2 separate regions of the Pelodiscus sinensis genome follow, and region 2 is linked to region 1. Evidence: chromatin contacts called from public Hi-C data. All regions are on one chromosome and are shown on one strand. The core of a region is the stretch at or near the end of the contact, and the rest is flanking DNA. Distances in the headings are between cores, read along the strand shown.

Region 1 (4,374 bases), core at 1,850-4,349:
CTCAGCAGAACCAAGTACCATCCCTGATGAATTTTTGCCCCAAATCCCTAAATGGCCTCTGCAAGGATTGAGCTCACAACCCTGGGTTTAGCAGGCCAATGCTCAAACCACTGAGCTATCCTTGTAGCATTAAGTAGCTCAGCCCCTTGCAGGCATAGCAAGGCCCCAAACTGCACCACCTCACATTAGTCGGGAGTGTAGGCTGAAGCATTACGCTTAGTCAGATGACACCGGGGTGGGGTGGGGTGGGGTGGGGTGGAGTGGGGGGTTGTGGTTGAGGACTTTAAGAAGCATCAAAGTCATTTTCCTTTCCTTTCATACACTGAAGTTTTCTTGCAAGTCCTGTTACATTCTGCTAGTGGTTCCCAATTCTGCTAGTGGTTCCCAAACTTTTTGATTTTTTGAGAAACCCTCATGCCCCACTCCCCCCAAAATAGCAGCAAAACTTGGGGTGGGATTGCGGGTGGTGGTGGTTGGGTCACCTCTTGCCCCACCCTGGGATTTTCTCACACCCCCACCAGCAGGGCACACCCCTGAATTTGGGAACCCATGTAAGAGTCCTGCAGACTTGAACAAGTAGCAGATACAGTGTAAGGTTTGTGATCACCAGGGTGGTGCTTACCTAGCTGGGTTGGCAAGTGAAACAGCTTGTCACTGGCTCTGCGCACCCTGACTGCTCTAACATGAGTCATCACTCCCCTAAGCCCATTTCCCACAGGTGACTGGATACCAGTTGCAAAGGGATGGAATCAGTCACACGCCAAGCGCGGAGAGCTTGCTGCCTGGGCAAATCTCCCTGCTGCCTCATTTGCCCCACAGGCCGAGCGGTGTGCGCGAGGAGCATAGGGGGCGATTTTGCTCCAGTACTGTTTGGGATTCTTTGAGGAACACACTGTGTTCCAGCTTCACTTCGGGATCTTCCACCCCTGGAGCCTGTTCCTAGCTCAGGAACCTGCTCCTGGTGAAGCTGGGCATCTTTACCAGTCCCTTGAGTGGATCACAGCATGATCTGGTTCAAGAGGCAGCTGGAGACTATGGCAAGAGAAAGGGACAGCAGGACTTCCACAGAGACTGGCTGGAGCTCAGTGCAGCCCCCTTCCTCTCCATACACCCAAGTCAGGGAAGGAAGTCACAAGGGACAGGTTTTAAAGTTCAGCCTTCTGCGGCCATGTACTCCAGGCATTGCAGTTTCTAGGCGAGGGAGGGAGGAAGTGGCTGGGGTCACTCGGCTGGACTGTCAGGCAGCGCAGCCTAGCAGGCAGTTGGAGCACTAGGAACTAGCCGGGTAAGCAATGAGCGGGGGCGGCGCAGGCATTTCAGTGCCCCACGTCCCCCACCAGGGGGTGTTTATCGCCCAGGACACTCCAGCCCGACAGAGGCGCCGGGATGCCCGTTCTCGTTCACACCAGAGGCAGGGGCTAGAGGAGTCACTCCGGACGCAGGGGGAAGCCACCCCGTGCGCCCAGCGACCCCTCCCGGGACATGCCGATGCCACACGCTTTCCCTGCCGAGAGGAGCCCGCTTGCATCATCTGGAGCAGCCTAGGCGCGGAGCCACTGCGCGTTTACACCTTCCAGCCCACCCTTCACGGATCCGGTCCCGCCCCTGGCTGCCAGCCCCCCCGCCCTGTCACCGCGGCCTCTCCCGAGCTACCTGCGGCAACTGCCCCCGGGGCTGTGCCTCGCCGGGGGCCCGCCACTGCCGCGGGGGGGGGAGGTGCCAGCAGTCAGCCCCGCATGAGCTCGGACCGGCACCGGGATCACGGCTCCTCCTGGTTGGCTGTGCCCGGCGCTTCGGGGAAGCCCAGCCCGGGGCGCGCCTGGCAGTGACTCCGGAGCCCTCGCAGCAGGGCCGGGCTCTTACCTCATAGCAAGTGTGACTAACGCCCCCCCCCCCCCCCCCCGCGGGGCATGCCCGGGCACCGCCCGCCCTGCCGGCCGCAGCGCCCCGCTCGGAGCCCCGACGCGCCCCAGCGCTCCCTGCAGACCCCAGCGGCGTTGCCTCGCCAGCGCTGGCCCTGCTCGTGCCGGCGGGGGGCGCCCCAGTCCCAGCCCTCGGGGCGGCGGCAGCCCAAACCCTGCAATAGGTTCCCGGCGCCGGATCAGGGTAGCGCCGGGATCTTCGCTCTCGCAGCCCCCGAGCGGGGGGGCCGGTCCCGGCAGGCTCCCCAGCCAGCGAAACCGAGAGCGCCAGAGCAGAGGGACTGGGAGAAATCCCCGGCCGCGCCCCGGGAAGTGCCGGGTGACCCCTCGGAGAGGGGCCGCGCTTAGCCTCAAGCGCCCCAGGGTGGGATCCCCGTTACGTGTCGGGAAGGGGGTGAGAGCGGTACCCCGCTCCGGTGTCTGGGGGCCAAAGAGCTGGAAAGACCCCTCCGCTCAACGGCGCGCCCCGGAAGAGCGAGGGTCGCTGATGGTGCGCGGAGCAGCCTTGCGGCGGGGAAGGGGACGGATTAACGGGGACAAAGACAGGATCCCCCCTGCCCTCTCACCTCGCCGGATTAACGGGGACAAAGACAGGATCCCCCCGCCCCCTCACCTCGCCGGATTAACGGGGACAAAGACAGGATCCCCCCGCCCCCTCACCTCGCCGGATTAACGGGGACAAAGACAGGATCCCCCCGCCCCCTCACCTCGCCGGATTAACGGGGACAAAGACAGGATCCCCCCCGCCCTCTCACCTCGCCGGATTAACGGGGACAAAGACAGGATCCCCCCTGCCCTCTCACCTCGCCGGATTAACGGGGACAAAGACAGGATCCCCCCGCCCTCTCACCTCGCCGGATTAACGGGGACAAAGACAGGATCCCCCCCGCCCCCTCACCTCGCCGGATTAACGGGGACAAAGACAGGATCCCCCCCGCCCTCTCACCTCGCCGGATTAACGGGGACAAAGACAGGATCCCCCCTGCCCTCTCACCTCGCCGGATTAACGGGGACAAAGACAGGATCCCCCCCGCCCTCTCACCTGGCCGGATTAACGGGGACAAAGACAGGATCCCCCCCGCCCTCTCACCTCGCCGCAGTCTCCCCGCCCTGCGCCTCTCCAAGCCGCTGCGCTCTACGCGCTGCGCCCTGCCAGCCTCCAGATAAGCAGGCACAGGGCTCCTCCCCCGTCCTCCCCACCTGCTCGCACAGCTGATTTCCCCCGCCCCCCGCAGCCAGTCCCAGGCGCTGCGACCAGCTCGGTAGCCCGGACTGGGGGCTCTGGTGATATGTGGCAGCCTGCGCTGCTGGGGGCTGAGCTAACCCCACGGCCCGGCCGCTGAGTACCACAGCTTGGATCAGCTGCCAGGAGGCGCCAGTGCAGCCGCTGCACTAGCTGAGAATCTCGGTCCCACGGCCAGCTCCCGGAACCAGCCAGTGTATCTGCGCCCCGACCCTTCCAGTCACCAGGATCGAAGTGGCTGCGGAGGAGCAGGTGAGGTCTCTCCTAATGTTACCGGCTTGGCACATCTGGCTAGAGGGTGGCTAGCCCGGTCCTGGATGAACTGTTAATGTTCAGATCTAGGCTTCATAGCTCACTGGTAGGAACTTCAGGGCATTTGCTCCTAGCTACTAGTATTGCCAGGGCCCTCCTTAGGGTTCATGGGGCCCTACGGTGTAATTACACTGGTGCCCCGGTGCCCCACGGGGTGAGTCTTTTATAATATTCAGCTACACACTAATGAAATATGATAAAGCAAATTTTAAACCCAGGTCCTGTGTACATTAGTGCTCAGTGCATTCAGAAACTGACAGTAGACCTGGGGTTGGCATATGCCTGGGACATGGCTTCATTTCCACCAGAATGGCTCTTGCACAGGATCAGTGTTCTGCTAATGGGACTGGCAGGCTTTGTCACTTGTCAGTTAACTAGATCCTCTGCTGAGGAAGCAGAGCCACAGAAGGGAATAGGAAGAGGTGGGTGAATGGACATTAAGATCCAGTGGTGCCCCAAATTTTTGGGTCCCCTATGCCAGTGTTTCTCAACAAGTGGTATGGGTACTTGAGAGAAGTCTGGGGGGTACTTCAACACAACTGAAATGTGGAGAACACTGAATTTTTGTTTTTTTACAGCGCTTTGTTTTTGTACTTTTTACACCCAAAAATTTTGTCTGCCCAGCTACAATGAAGTTGTTTAAACAAATGCGTTGCAATGGTAGAATAAAATTGTGTGTCTGAAAACTGTGGGTCCTGGGGTACTTTAATAAAAAAGGTTGAGAAACACTGCCCTACAATGCTGCGTATTCTGGGTATGGGTAAGGACAGCTGGGAGCACTGCCCTCTGACTTCCCAGGGGCTCCCGTGCTGCAAGATTTTGGTTTGGCTCAAGGCAGTCGAAAACTAACTCTCTCAATAGGGTTTCCATACCAGAGCAGACCCAATTCATTCCGTC
Region 2 (4,755 bases), core at 1,718-4,217, 140 kb after region 1:
TTTCGGTCTTCTCTTTTCCAAGGTAAACAAGGCCAATTCCTTCAGCCTTGCCTCATATCTCATGTTCTCTAGACCTTTCATCATTTGTGTTGATCTTCTCTGGACTTTCTCCAGTTTCTCCATGTTTCCTGAAGTGTGGTGCCCAGAACTGGACATGATACTCCAGCTGGGGCCTAATGTAGATGGCTCATTCTCTGCCTAGGGGACGTGAGACTGGGCGGGTTAATTTCCAATCCTCCTGTTTATTCTTTTCCTAAGCCAGGAGGGCACAGTGGTTCTGATGGGGGCTCTGCAGGAAGGCAGCCCGCACTGCCCCCTGCCTGAAACCTTGTGCACGTGTTAAACAGCTGTCCAGCCCACCCCAGAGGTGACTGCATTTCAGCGTGCCTGGAGGAACACAGCACTAGCAATGGACAGGAGAATGGCTCCCGGGCATGGCTTGCTCGACTGCCTCAGCCTCTCTCCTTCCCCTCCCCCGCTTTGCAATGGGGCTGTAGACTCTGGGGGAGAGGGGTGGAGGCAGGCAGAGGTGTCTCCCTGCAGCAGATGTAGACACGTCTCTGTATTAATCATTCTCTCATTGCAGTTTTTAGCTTGGTAGTGAGTCCTTGTACATGGAGACTTTGTATTCCGTCTCGGTAGAATAGTCCCTGGGACAAGTGAGGCAGAGACTGTCCCTGTGGGGTGAATGAGGTGGGAATGGAGAAGGCAGAAGGTGACACCTCTGGGCAGTGGCAAAGATTGGAGAGGGGACGGGAGCCAGTTCCAAGATCAATGAGCCCTGGGCAGTGGGCCCATTGAAAGGAGACTGGACCTGTGGGCGAATGAGGTGGGAATGGAGAAGGCGGAAGGTGACACCTCTGGGCAGTTGCAAGGGTTGGAGAGGGGATGGGAGCCAGATCCAAGATCAATGAGCCCTGGGAAGTGGGCCCATTGAAAGGAGACTGGACCTGTGGATGCCTTGGGGGTCTGCAGCAAGGGCCTGCTCTGGGAAGCCCCCTCTTTGGAGGTGAATGTGGCAGCATTTAGACACCACCCAGAAGCAGGCGCCACAGACACTAACTGCAGAGTCATGGGACGGCTCTCACAGATCTTGCACGTGCATAAGAGGCTAGATCTGCGGGGGGGGGGGGGGAGGAGGGGCAGTGGCGTAGCGAGGGGGCTGGAGGGGTCAGTTGCCCCTGGGCACCATGCTAGGGAGGCACCAATTTAATCCCATTCTGCTCCCCCGTCATCCCTCAGCTCACGTGCTCCTACTCCGCCTGCCACCGGCAGCTGGAGCCTCCTCCCTGCCTCTCTGCTCCAAGCCTGACCCTCCTCCATCTCCACCGGCGGGTTAGTGCATGTGGGAGCCCGGCCCCAAACTGTAGGGGGTGGGGGAAGATGCCCTACAAGTTCCCCTCAGCTGTGCACCAGGTTCGGGGCTGTGCCACATGGCAGCGGGGGAGGGGGCGCAAATGTTTCCTTTGCCCCGGGCGCATAACACCCTCGCTACGCCTCTGGCCCACCCTGCCTTCTTGCGCAAGAGGGCTTATTCCTCGTGGGGAGAGGAATAACTCTTGCACAAGAAGCCCTCTGTTCCAAAGCTCTACTGTACGTTTACTTGTGCAAGAACGCGCGTGCAGTGTAGACGCTCCGCACGTTTTTGCACAAGAAAGGCCATTCTTGCACAAAAAGCCTGCAGTATAGACGCAGCCTTGTGTCTTGTCTTACTGCCAGCTGGGACATCTCATACTGGGCATGGTTAAGCCAAGGCCTGTGGCTCATGCACCAGGTTTCCCCCTCTCCCTGGCTGCAGAGTGTTGGGCTAGTCATTTAGGCAACAGGTTTTAGGGCTCATCCCTAATTTCTGGTGCCCAAACTCAACAGGGAGAAGTGGGGCCCACCCACAGCCCTGCGTGGGGAGTGTAGGTACGTAGCACCTCTGAAAATGAGGCCTGGGCTATCGCAGTGTGCGCACCTCAAAACCAGCCACCCCACCCTCACCTGCCCCTCTGCCAAGCGGGGACAAAACCTAGTTACCTGTCGCACAGGCATCTTACAGGGAATGGCGCAGGGCTGTGTGGGTTGGTTCTGGGTAAGCTGAGTGCAAAGGTCAAACAGCTGAATGCGCAGTGATCGTACCCTGTAAAACACATGGAGATGCTAAGGGAAACAGTCTACAGGCCAGATTACACAGGACTCTCCCCCAAACTGGGAAATAAAGGGAGATTCTTTGGCACAGATTCATTGTTTACTGCATGCTAGAAAGACCTTGTGAGACATTCTGCCCCCCCCCAGTTTATAATATTTACTGAGCTGCAAAATATGGCTACTGAGAACATTACAATTGCTCCAGCTAGAAATCAGATCCTGCTTCTCACAACCATATATACCAAAGGATACAAAAAAAAAAAAAAAAAGTGAACACATATGAAAAGGACAAATCTAATTTCAGAACAGAAGGAGGGTGGGGGGAAGGGGGGAGGTAAATGTCTGTGAGCTAATGACATTAGAGGTGATAATTGGGGAAGCTATCTTTGTAATGGGTGAGATAATTAGCGTCTTTATTCAAATTTGTGTGTAAAGTGTGGAATTTAAGCGTGAATGACAGTTCAGAGGATTCTCTTTCAAGTGCAGTCTTAAAAGGTCTTTGAAGCAGGATGCAGGTAATTAGGTCGTTGAGACAGTGTCCTTTCTGGTTGAAATGGCAAGAAACTGTTTTTTCTTTGTGATCCTGTCTGGTATCTGTTTTGTGGGCATTGATCCTTTGGCGAAGTGTCTGAGACGTTCCTCCACTAGTTCTACCACTAGGAACTGTAACTCCCTGCCGGTAAAATGCGGCCTGCAAGCTGCCACCCCTGAGGCCAAAGGCAGGTTCTGGGAGCGGCTAGCAGTATAGGCACCATGACACACCGCGCAGCGCTTCTGCTGTCACCCTGCAGGGGGCAGCGAGCCGGCCAGCCCGCGGGATGCAGGATGCGGGAGCCGTGCAAGGCCAGCGGGGCTGGGCGCTGCGGGCTGCAAGCGGACACCCGAGCGCCCGGCACCCGCCTGCCCCGAGCCGGGGCGCCCTGCAGTGGCCGGGGCATTGGCGCTGCCTGCCCTGGACACACGCCAGCCCGGCGGGGCGGCCGGCGAGGGGGCCCCGGGCCCGGCGCCTGCTCCTCTCAGATCCGCCTCGTTTCGTTTTCGTTTCCCGGAAGGATCAGCCCAGCGCCCGCTCTCTGCTGTGCGCGCCGGGCTCGGGGCAGGGCTCGGATCGCTCCGGCCGGGCGAGGGGCGCCGGGGGACGCTGCGGGGAGCGGCCGGAGCTGCACCGCCCCCTCCACCTGGCATGCAGGTAAGAGCCGAGCCGCTTTCCTGCCCCCCAGCCTCCCCCCGCCCCCTGACTCTCACCCCGCAACCGGCCCCTCGCCCTCCGCACAGCCCTGCTCCCCCCCGCAACCAGCCCCTCGCCCTCCGCACAGCCCTGCTCCCCCCCGCAACCAGCCCCTCGCCCTCCGCACAGCCCTGCTCCCCCCGCAACCAGCCCCTCGCCCTCCGCACAGCCCTGCTCCCCCCCGCAACCAGCCCCTCGCCCTCCGCACAGCCCTGCTCCCCCCAGCAACCAGCCCCCCTTTTCAGACTCTTCCCCTCCTGCACCCACACAGCCTCTAGCGCTCCGTGCCCCCCAGCGCAGCCCCCCCCCCCACTCTCAATCTGGCTGAGGCGTTGGATCCCCTGGAAACATCGTGATCCTCCCCGCTGTGTCAACACGAGGCTGCAATTCACACACCCTGGAATTCCCCTTCCTTCCTTGGGACAGGTCAGAAGGGGAAAGAGGACAAGGGGCGAACGCGGCTATGCAGAGCCCGGGCCAATCACACACTAGCTTATTGTTTGCCATCTGCATAATTGGATGCGTTTCACCCCTGAAGGAGCTGCCAAATACCCCCTGACTTAGGTTTTATGAAGTTTTCCAGCAAGTCTCTACAGACTCCTGAAGAGAACCCTTGAGAACCAAAGAAATAAAATAACCCAACAGCCTGGGACTCGAACTGTGTGAAGAGGAGAAAATAAAGCAAATAATTAAGAGCACTTTTCCTGCCTCCCAAGAATACCTGTAAACTGGATTTTTGTTTTCAAGGGTAAATCTAGCTGCCATAGTGTTGAGCGAGGGGAAAAAACACAAAGCCAGAAAGTAAGTGTCTTTTCAGAAGAGTGACATATAATGTACCCTGCTAACCTCTTTCACTTTTATTTTCCCCATTGCCTATTGCTTAGAATGAATCTGAAACACACTTCATGTTTCACAAAGAATGAAAAAGTTCATGCTGGATTGCCTCCGTGTAATGAATATAGTCTGAGCTTTTTTTTGGTGTGTGGGGGTGGAAAGAAAAGCCGATAGTAGTATTTACTGCCAACAGGGGCGGCCCTAGACTAGCAACTGGCGCCCTAGGCGAACCATGCAATTGGCGCCCCCACCTCCAAACCCCTCAATGATATTGCGCCACCATTTGGTGCCCCGTTTAACTTGGCACCCGCCTAGGCGACTGCCAATAAAGCTAATAACAGACCTGCTGAAAAAAGTGCAGAGATTAATTTTTGAAGGATCCAGATAAGCATTAAAGCATTTTTGGAAGGCTTTCTTCCTGGTCTGGACACAATTAACACTATGTAGACAGATGTCTTTAATGTGTAAAGGAAGAGACTTGCTACTTTCATGTTACACCCCCATGTCATACATGGAAATAGCGTCTCCTACTGCAGTTATAGATTGCTGCTCAAATGGAA

What was found. Hi-C and Micro-C count contacts between places; a contact is called where the count stands out from the background.
Region 2: a Hi-C map of liver shows a contact between it and region 1, with 3 times the contacts expected there. The contact joins the promoter of ETV7 here to the promoter of CDKN1A in region 1. A contact is called at or near these places in 3 of 5 Hi-C or Micro-C datasets (blood, liver and an unstated tissue).

Annotation. Positions count from the first base shown.
Region 1 is chr27:17,146,812-17,151,185 of ASM4963464v1, forward strand. CDKN1A (cyclin dependent kinase inhibitor 1A) reads right to left here and starts at 3,100. Exons shown (of 3, transcript XM_006125292.4): 1 at 3,013-3,100.
Region 2 is chr27:17,282,096-17,286,850 of ASM4963464v1, forward strand. It overlaps ETV7 (ETS variant transcription factor 7), which reads left to right and starts at 2,968. Exons shown (of 8, transcript XM_075909968.1): 1 at 2,968-3,322; 2 at 4,109-4,162. The coding sequence starts at 3,317.